Linked DNA regions of Mus musculus: region 1 is linked to region 2. A link is a contact called in public promoter capture Hi-C data. All regions are on one chromosome and are shown on one strand. Each heading gives the region's core, a stretch centred on a gene start, on an enhancer-like site or on the middle of the called end of the contact. The rest is flanking DNA. Distances are from core to core; before and after follow the strand shown.

Region 1 (4,595 bases), core at 1,519-4,018, 1.7 Mb before region 2:
GTACAAGAATAAGGCGCTTCGGAAGTTAACTAAATTTGTTCAGCCTCTTCAAGTGAAGGGAATCTCCATTTTCACATATCAGATCTAGTATGTTAATTAGGCAGTCTTAAATCCAACCTGCTTTTAAATCAAAGCACTAGATGGAATTTTCAAAATACCTATTGTACAAACAAAAACAAACACTGGGGCACAAACCTCTGCCCGTCTCTGAGATAAAGCAGGTGGGGCCAGGGCTGATGTTGTCACTGGGGCTGGGGCTGGGGCTGGGGCTGGGGCTGGAGCTGGGGCTGGGGCTAGGGCTGGGCTGGGTGGTGGCTATTGGTTTTTGGCCTCCTTCTCCTAGACATATAAAAACGACCTCTTTTCATGTATATATTATGCCACCTCAAATCAAAGCCTGGCAGTTAAACACCTAGTCTCAACACACACACACACACACACACACACACACACACACACACACACACACACACGCACACTCGACAATGAATTCCTTTTCATCCTAAGCAAGTCCCAAGAAAACTCCATTTCACATCAAAGTCTCGAGATTCTTAATTCACAACTACTGAAAGGATCTGGGAAGATCCTGCACATCAAGAGAACCTTGGTACAGAGGTTAAGGGGTTTTGGGGAGAAAAAATAAAAGATCTTTGATAGATGTGGGGGGCGGGGAAACAAACACCGGATCTCACTTCAGTATCTGGAGGGTTGGCTACCAAATGGTCCGCAGCAACCATAGCCTGAAGGAAACATGAACCGTTCATCTCTGGCACCTTCAGACAGGTTCAACAAGCCTGGCCCTTTTCAAAAACTATCCTCAGGCTTGATGTATTCATGGATGGATAGATAGATAGATAGATAGATAGATAGATAGATAGATAGACAGACAGATAGATTTCGCTACCACAATAAGTGTCCAGATATAGACTTACATTTTATATACCAGAAACTGCATACCCCGTCACTGAGCAAGCGCTCTTGGATACCCAGCCCTTTCTAATGATTTTCAAAACATTAATAAGTAAAGTAGCCTGCAATGCAGATAAGATGCTAGAAACAAGACCTTAAGGAAAGTGGGTGAGGCAAGTAGTCCTTCATTGTTACCTGGTGCCTCTAGGGGGAAAGACGGTCATAGGAAGACTTTCTGCCGGCAGGTAAGATCCAGGCAAGGTGGCTCCAGGTGGCTTTCACAGTCGTACTGGGGTCTAGCTCATCACTTCGCTGCCCTTTGCCATAGCTCAGCACCCGCATCCTAGGGAGTCAGAGAGGTGGCTCCTGCCCCTGCCTTCGCTGCTCGCAGGTCGCGCTGGGTGGGGAATCAGCGCAAATCGCCCAAACCGGTGGCTCCGCGCCCGGGGAGCGGGCAGAAGCAGGGCGGCCGCGCACACACAGAGACACGCTCACACACACTCACACATTCTCAGCCGGGCGCGCGCGCACTCACACTTGCACAAGCACTCCCAGAACCGCACCGGGAGGGAGAAACAGTTCTGGTCCTTCTCAAGATCCGGTCCGGAAGCCCACCAGCCTACCGGCAAAAAGAGCAGTCGCGTTCTCACATAGCCCTTTGATCACGTTTCCTTCAAGTTCTCCTGCAGCCAAATCCTTGGAATTCAAAAGCTGGTGACATTTCGCTGGGCAGAAAGGGAGTCCTGGAAGGGCTGTGGAAGCGTCGGGGATTCGTTAAGCAGTTTGAAAAGCAATCCTCATTACCTTGTTTGTACAGTAAACCAGCTCGGAGTGCTGAAGTTTGGGCTTCAAATGTTGTGGACAGACACATTCATATTCTTCGGACCAAAACAGGAAAGTCAAGATGCAGGGAATTAATACAGCTGCAAGTCCCTCTCTTGACCTTGCGATGTACCTGGAAGCTCGTTAATACAGCCACTTTCCAAGCCTCTGGATTAAGTGATCCTTACACCTGGGTTCACAGCCCATCAGCCTCCCAGAATCCAGCCTGGAAAACCGGTCTGGGTGTCCTCCATGCTCTGCGAGAACCTGGGCACGGAGGGGCATCTCTGAGTTAACACGTTTGCTTCTGGGCAGTTGGAAAAAAGACTGTCAAATGCATCTGATAGGCGCGCGCACATACACAGGCGCACAAACACACGCATACACACACGCAGCTAGCTGAAAAGAGGCTTACAAAACACTAGAGGAACACCAAGATGACTTGAAAAGGTGGAAAACCTCCAGATTAGTGCCGGGAAAACTGAAGGGCCAGCCGGGAGATTCCAAAAGTCTTCTCAGGTCTTTCAATATTCACATTTCTACGCCTCTCTCTTTCTATTTCTCCTTTCCAGAATGTTTCCTGGATCTGCCCCACCCCCGTCGAGTTGCGCCTTTTTTTTTTCCCCTAAGATAACCGACCACACAACATGAATTACATGGGTGCGTTGTGCCCACAGCTCCACAAAGTCCAGAATCCTAAGGACCAGCTAGCTAAGAAGCCATTCACATCTCACATCTTCAAGGGAAGAAGAAAAGCTCGCAGGCGAACACACACACACACACACACACACACACACACACACACACACACACACACACACACACACACAGCTCCGGCTGCTCTGCACGGGCTCACCACCTCCCTGCGCCGCTGCACACAGCGCGGTGGGCGCCCCTCCCGCTGGCTGAGGCCCTGGGACGAGTCCTCAGCTCAGGCTCAAGGCGGGAAGCTGCAGTCCGGGCAGGCAGCCGCCGCCCCGGCAGGCCTGGGAGAGCCGCTCCCCAGCGTGGTGCGAGCAGGCAACGCCGGCCCAGAGGAGCTGCGCTCCGCGCTGCAGCATGGAGGCGGCGGCGGCGGCGGCGGCGGCGGGCGCGCGGCCGAGAGCCGGTCCCTAGCTGCAGTGACGAGAACGGCCGCACCTCCCAGAACCCTAGAAACAGGAGACACCCCAAGCAGTAGCAGCTGTGCTCTCGGCCTTTGAGACTTCGGGCTGGATGTGTTCAGAGAACCGATTTTCCGCGGGCGCAAGGAGAGGGTTAGCGCCGTGCCTACAAATCCCTAAGCAGAGGAGGCGCGGGGGCGTTGCAGGAAGGGGGGAGGGGAAGCGGTGGAAAACCTGAAGGGAGAAAGCTAACTTCTGGGGCATCCCTCTGTTGGAAATGAACTGCCTGATCTAGTCGCCCACTGACCTGTGAATAAGGGAATAATGATTTAAATTTAAAAAAAAATAATAAAAATTAAAAAAAAAAAAAAGGTGTCACCCAGCCAGGCTGTGTCATTAGGCACTGTGACAAGTGATTAGCTCCAACCTGGCGGAAAAAATCCCAGCCTAAGAGCTTCTCGCTGAAACTCCCAGGCACTGAAGGCCGACTTCCAGTGTTCCCTAGTCTGTGTGTGAGTGTGTGTGTGTGTGTGTGTGTGGGGGGGGGTTGCTTATGAATCAGATGGAAGCGGATTCCAAAATGAACATTTACTTTGCAGAATCTGCCCAGTAGGTACCAGGCATGAAGAAGTGATGAAGCTAACCACATTTTAGTGCACAGAGCTTTATGGGACCTGAGTAGTCCTCAGAAAGGCCTGGCCACCGAGGTCACCTGCACTGGGGGAAGGATGTGGAGCCAGAGAGAGGTGTGGTACAGAGGAAAGGAAAAAAAAAAAAAAAAAAAAAAAAAAAAAAAGAGCCTCTTGGGGAAACATTGGGTAGGGCCCTCCCTGGCTTTACTCTTGGAATCCTGCCAAGATTCCCAGGTTCTCAGTTAATCCCCAGTCTCAGACCCCAGCCAAGCTCACAGAAACCCCCTAAAGACAGTATGTGGAGTGGTTTGAAGCTAGTCCTTTCAGGATAGAGTTGATGAGCACTTGATTTTTGGTTTCTGTGCCTCCCTCTAAGTTCAAACACCAACCTGAACCAAACCTGCATGGAAGAATTGAGGGGGGGTGGGTAGGGGGATACTGGCTATCAAGGAGCACTTCCTTGCCTATTTGCACCATACTGTTCCTCCCAGAATAGGATGCTCTGGAATTTTGCTCCCAGTAGACCCTGAGGCTTTACCCTTGCCTTGCGAATTCACATGGGCGTGCATATTCAGGCACACCCACGGGCCCTATCCAAGTGCGCGCACAGGCACCCACGCGTAATCAAGACCCACACAGCTGCCTTTTGAGAGATGAACTCAGCCTGGAGTACTTTAAGTGGTAACTGCTCCAGTTTTCTCTTCCCTTCTCTGGGCTCCTCTCTTTGCTTCCGACCAGGTTCCACTCCTGTTTATCCCTGGGTGGTTCGCCCCTGGATTTAGCAATGCGATCTACTTGCTGGTTATTTGATTCCGGAGGAGCATTGGCTGGGGCTGCGATTCCCGCCGCGCAGTCTCCAAGCATTTCCGCCACATCGCCGGGGCTCCAGGTTCCAGTGCAAGTCTTCAGCGGTAGATTGCAGAACTGAAAACGAGTTTGAGCATCCAAGCATCTCTCTTAACAGCCAGGTGCTGACCAGTAAGATTCCATACAAATCTGCAAAAGGACTCTGGAGGACAAATACTTCAGCAGACACCATGAAGTCCTGGAGAGTCTCCACAAAAACCGTGAGTGTTTCTCCCGTGTATAGTCAAGGAAGTGGATAACCCAGTATTCCAAGAAATCCCAA
Region 2 (5,191 bases), core at 2,279-4,778:
TGCCTCTTTCTCATAGAAACTAGCCCAGTTTTACCCTCAGAAGCAGAGCTTCGTGGACCTAGCCTGTCATAATAGTTCTATTTTGTTTCTTGGGGTCGGGTGGGGATATCATGTGATTACCCCCCAACAGATGACAGAGAGAGTCTATCAGTTACATGGAGATAAAAAAAAGATATTCACCCTCCTATAGGGTGTCTCTAGTTGCATACGTAGCAGAGGATGGCCTAGTCAGCCATCAATGGGAGGAGAGGCTCATAGTCCTGCGAAGATCATATGCCCCAGTACAGGGGAATGCTGGGGCCAGGAAGCAGGAGTGGGTGGGGAGAAGGGTGGGAGAAGGGTATAGGGGACTTTTGGGATTGCATTTGAAATGTAAATGAAGAAAATATCTAATTAAAAAAAGAAAGAAAAAAAGAAAAAGAAAAAGATGTTCAGTTTTCTCTTTACCTCATGGTAGCTTCTAGACATGTGGAATTATAACAATAATCTTGTAACCATGAGGGAATAGTGCCACATGACAGACATAAGGTAGAAATAATTTAGATCTTGATGACTTTCCCTGCATCCCCTGATTAGCTACCCTATGGCAATAAAATAAATTCCTCATGTGTAATTCTTAGCTGTTGTCCCATTTGTTATAGCAAAAAGAGTTTAAAGTAAGCAATACTCTCTAACTAAAGATGTCTTCATTGTCACCTTTTACAGGACATGATGGGATAAGAGCAGTGATGCCATCAGACCCTCCATATGTACTAAAGGGAACTCATCATCTGGACAGTGACCACTCTATAATAATTTAGCTCTCACCTTTAGAGACTCAAGGGACAAAGAAATGGTGCCACCTCATAGTAAACAAACAATTTCAAAGTTTGTTGAGGTGTTCATCATTCTCTTATTACCCTTACAAAGAGCTGTAGATTCCTAAGTCTGCTGTACACTACTCCAAGCCATGGACACAATGTAGTCACCTATCAACAGAGTTTAGAGGCCTCTCTCACAAAAAGTGACTACGCTATGATAGATGTGCTAGTCTGTTTTATTATCTCTATAATATATTCTATAACATCATTTTGTAAACCTCAAGTATATTTGATGAAATTTCTTTTACTGTTTTATATTTAAAAATGAAATGAATCAACTCAATTATTTTTCACAGGAAAAAAAATTCTCAACTGATATCCTAAGTAGAAAATTACTAGTATCCCATGGGTATATTGTGATTCAACAGCCTTCTCAGATTGTCTTCTGTTGCTGGACTAACGAATCACATTTTCTTATTAAACCTACAGCGTACTTAGCTTCACTGTCTAAATTTCATAGTCTAAAATACCAGGATAAATGCATGAATGACCTCACAGGACTCACAAGAGGCAAGCTTAAAACTGCATAAATGTGCTCATTACAGTGGGCTATCATTACTGTTCTTAGTTGAATTGGTTTTAATTTGTAATTTCTTAAAGAGAGGCTCCTCTGACCCCCCAATTGCTTTGGCTTTGGAGTTCATCATAAAATAAAACCAGCATTCACTGTTAAAAAGAAAGAAAGGAAGCAGATGCTATTGTTCTATGAAGTTCTTATGTATTATGCTTACTGCTTATCACCTCAAATGGTAGAGCCATAGCCATCACTATTTACCCGGTTCACACTGAACGTCATCGCTATTGACACAATGGAAGCCTGGGTTGCTTGTAGAAAATTCATCAGACAACAACATACTAGGAGTACAGAAAGTGCTAGCATGTGTCGGCATTTCAGGCCATCTAGGATCTTCGAGTGAAATAAAGAAATTGGGACGGATGACCTTTGTGTTCCTTTTAAAGTCTCACATTTCACCCCGGCTCTGACCCCTGTGGATACAGGATAGATTGCCTGTATTGATTACACCTTAAGAGTGGAGCTGAGCTAGGTTCTATTTAATCAGTCCTACAGGGCACAGGTTCCTTTCCCTGCTATAAAATTTAGAAAGCTCAGAATCAGAGAGGTTAAATGATTTTCCCAGCACACCATCTGGCATGTTTATAATTTCCTGTTGCAGATTGCTTATTTCTAGCCACCAACAAATGGCTAAATTGAGAGCAAGTCTGGAATGTAATGGCACAGCCCCAGCATGGCACTACACTTTCAAAACTGCAGATACCTGAGCTCAGTCCACACCACCCTTAGAAAACTTTACAACTTAAAGTGGAAAGCTACAAATCAATTTTTGCTTCTAATTGTTTTTGACAAACATGATCCATGTTTGCTGTTCTACAGGCATGATCTTTAGCATTGTCCCCATCATATTCTAGATGATAATTTACTTTTTACTATACAGTCTCACAATAATTTCAAACATAGCTCATTATGGTCAGTGACAGAAAGAAATGTTTGAAATAAGCAATGCTGTATCTCATTTGATTTTTGACATTTTTATTGGGTTGGTTTTTTTTTAAGTTTCTAGTTCACTTAACAGCTGGACATCCAACATATATATCATTTTAGTTTGAAAAATGAGAGTGTATTCTAGATGCCACCCACTTGCCATTGTAATAGATAGAATTACTGATTATATATACCCTTCTCAGCAGCAAGAGGATACACAATTGCCTCCCAGGACTGTGATAAGAAGATGGCAGTTACAATTGGCACCTAGAGAAACAATACATAATTGCCATCCACTAAACTAACAGAGAGGGAGAACGAGATTATCTGCACAATAGCCCAAGCAGCAGACAGAATCAACAGCCCTCAGCCCTTATTTTGAGCAGAGGAGAAAGAAGGCAATTTGCTCTCAGAAGTACCAACTCAGGAGAAATCTTTTGTGGAAAGATGACTCATATTGCATCTTTTACAAGTTCTTTTTTGCTCACTCTGCAAAAGGGAAAGGGTGAATATGAAATCCCAAAGCAAAAGGGGTTAAAGCAACCCTCAGGTACCAGGAAAACAAATTATGGTAGCTTTGATGGTGACAATTATAAATGGCTTTATGGTCAGTGATGTTTTGAGTAGTAAAAACATAGCATCAATACTTCTGTTGGAAGTATTTTTTCCCCTGTTGAAAATTTAATTTATCCCAATAGTTGGCTTTCCTGTGCAGGGAGGATGCACAGTACAGATGCTTTGATGATGTGAGTCCTGGGCTTCAGGCTATTCCACCATGCTGTTTCCATGTAGAGGTCTGAGATGCTTCTCATCTCACATATAGCAAACAGATTTCCATGATTACAATCGTGTCTCACTAGGACTGTACTTCCAGTAAATGTGCTATCAGTTCTAATAATTGCTCTGCTTTCCCCAGCAGAAACTTCTAGAGATGAAAAATCGGAACTAGTAAAGGACAGACAGGGAGAGGAGGTAGTAAAAGGCCGATTCCTTCACTGTGGCTGACATCTAGAGCCTGAGTGACTGAGAATGAGATTGGCACAATTCTTTCTCTTACTTCTAATTTTTAATGAGCAGAAGATTACAACAGAAGATACACAGCTGAACACAAGGCCTCGTGGAACTTTGTGCAGCGTGGGCGTTAGTGCTGTGCAACAGAAGCAAACGGAGTCGTGTGTGCGTGTATGTGTGTGTGTGTGTGTGTGTGTGCTCTCGGCAGTGTAACCCATAAAGGATGCAGCCCGCGTTCAATCCGCAGAAGCATGCACTGGGCCGCATGGGAACAATGTTTTTGAAGTTACAATGTTGCGGTGCTGGTAGATTGAAAAGACAGCAAAAGACCATGTTTCTTCTCTATAAAGAAATCCATATAATGAGAGAAACTCATGTACTCTATCATGTTCTTAACGGTCCAGTGACTATTCTTAGTATAAATTTCACTGTATCATTGACTTATTTCTGGATGCTTTTGCTTCAATTTTGGGTGTTAGGGAAAGACTCCGGTTCACTTATGGAAAATAAAGCATGTTTAAGAAAAAGAAAATCCAGAGTTCCTCCTGTCAAAAGGCCATGCAGGGACAAAGTGGAGCAGAAACTGAAGGAAAGGCCATCCAGAGACTGCCCCACCTAGGGATCCATACCATATACAGCCACCAAACCCAGACACTATTTCTGATACCAAGAAGTACTTACTGACAGGAGCCGGTATAGCTATCCCCTGAGAGGCTCTGCCAGAGATGGACCAATACAGATGCAGATGAGCACAGCCAAACACTGGACTGAGTGTGGGGACCCCAATGGGGAAGTTAGGGCAAGGACTGTAGGAGCTGAAGGGGTTTGCAGCCTCAAAGGAAGAACAATATCAACTAACCAGACCTCCCAAAGCTACCAGGAAATAAACAACCAACCAAAGAGTACACAGGGGATACCCATGGCTCCAGCTGGATATGTAGCAGAGGATTACCTTATCTGGAATCATTAGGAGAAGCATCCCTTGGTCCTGTGCAGGCTTGATGACCCAAGAGAGAAGAACACTAGGCCACTGAAGCAGAAGTGGATGGGTGTGTGTGGGAGCACCCTCATAGAGGTAAGGAGGAGGAGGAGGAGGAGGAGGGGATAGGGGGCTTGTGGAGGGGAAACTGGGAAAGGGGGATAACATTTCAAATGTAAATAAATAAAATAACCAATAGAAAAAAGAAAGAAAATCAACCACAAAGCACATTGATTGAAAAATCATTAGTTTTTAAACGTATTGCCCTACTTTCTGATATTTCCTTCACTGAAAGCTCTGATGTTGGAATCACACACTGTAATAATCAGCATTACAAATGAGATGAGTTGGAGCAATAGTAGTTCCACTCAACACAGAGTAGTACTGTGAGCTCAGCACCATTCCAGAGTACTGTGTGCTCAGCACCATTCCAGGAAGTCAGTAATGCTCGCCAGGTCCTCACAGTGCATCTTTGAAACCTTACTCCTGTTTTCAAAATCAAGAATGAAAGCACTACGAAATCAAGTAACTTTTCTAAAACAGTACTATGAATCCCGTGGCCTGCACTGGCCTATGTTGTCCAGTTCTAAGTCATCAGCTAGGGTCCCTATCAAGCTGATTGTCAGAGTAACCCGAGTGGAGAAGAATGCAGATCTTTTTTCTTTCTTTTTCTCTTTATATTCCTTCTTTTTATTTAATCATTTTTTTTACACTCCAGATTTTATTCCCCTCATGATGCACCCCATACCTCTTTCCACCCCCCTATCTCCATGAAAATGTTCTCACACTCCCAACCCCTCACCCTAAGAGACCTCTAAACTCCCTGGGACCTCCAGTCTC

The links. Promoter capture Hi-C pulls out the DNA fragments that hold promoters and counts their contacts.
Region 1: a promoter capture Hi-C map of hippocampal neurons shows a contact between it and region 2, with 22 times the contacts expected there. The contact joins the promoter of Lrfn5 here to the enhancer-like site in region 2. A contact is called at or near these places in 4 of 39 promoter capture datasets (cranial neural crest, hippocampal neurons, liver and 1 more), 3 of 484 Hi-C or Micro-C datasets (cerebral cortex and cortical neurons) and 4 of 115 datasets of contacts at active chromatin or transcription factors (SST interneurons, VIP interneurons, embryonic forebrain and 1 more).

The regions. Positions count from the first base shown.
Region 1 is chr12:61,521,340-61,525,934 of GRCm38.p6, reverse strand. It overlaps Lrfn5 (leucine rich repeat and fibronectin type III domain containing 5), which reads right to left and starts at 2,768. Exons shown (of 6, transcript NM_001310586.1): 1 at 1,105-2,768. Gm20063 (predicted gene, 20063) reads left to right here and starts at 4,115. Exons shown (of 3, transcript NR_045049.1): 1 at 4,115-4,595.
Region 2 is chr12:59,812,883-59,818,073 of GRCm38.p6, reverse strand. No RefSeq gene overlaps it. Among named protein-coding and RNA genes, the nearest start is that of Gm22673, 140 kb to the right of the region's middle. Within about 2 kb of position 3,528, at least 6 of the 459 cell types and tissues checked have an H3K27ac peak or open chromatin away from gene starts, as enhancers often do. A contact at or near this core is called in VIP interneurons and hippocampal neurons, where this site is marked.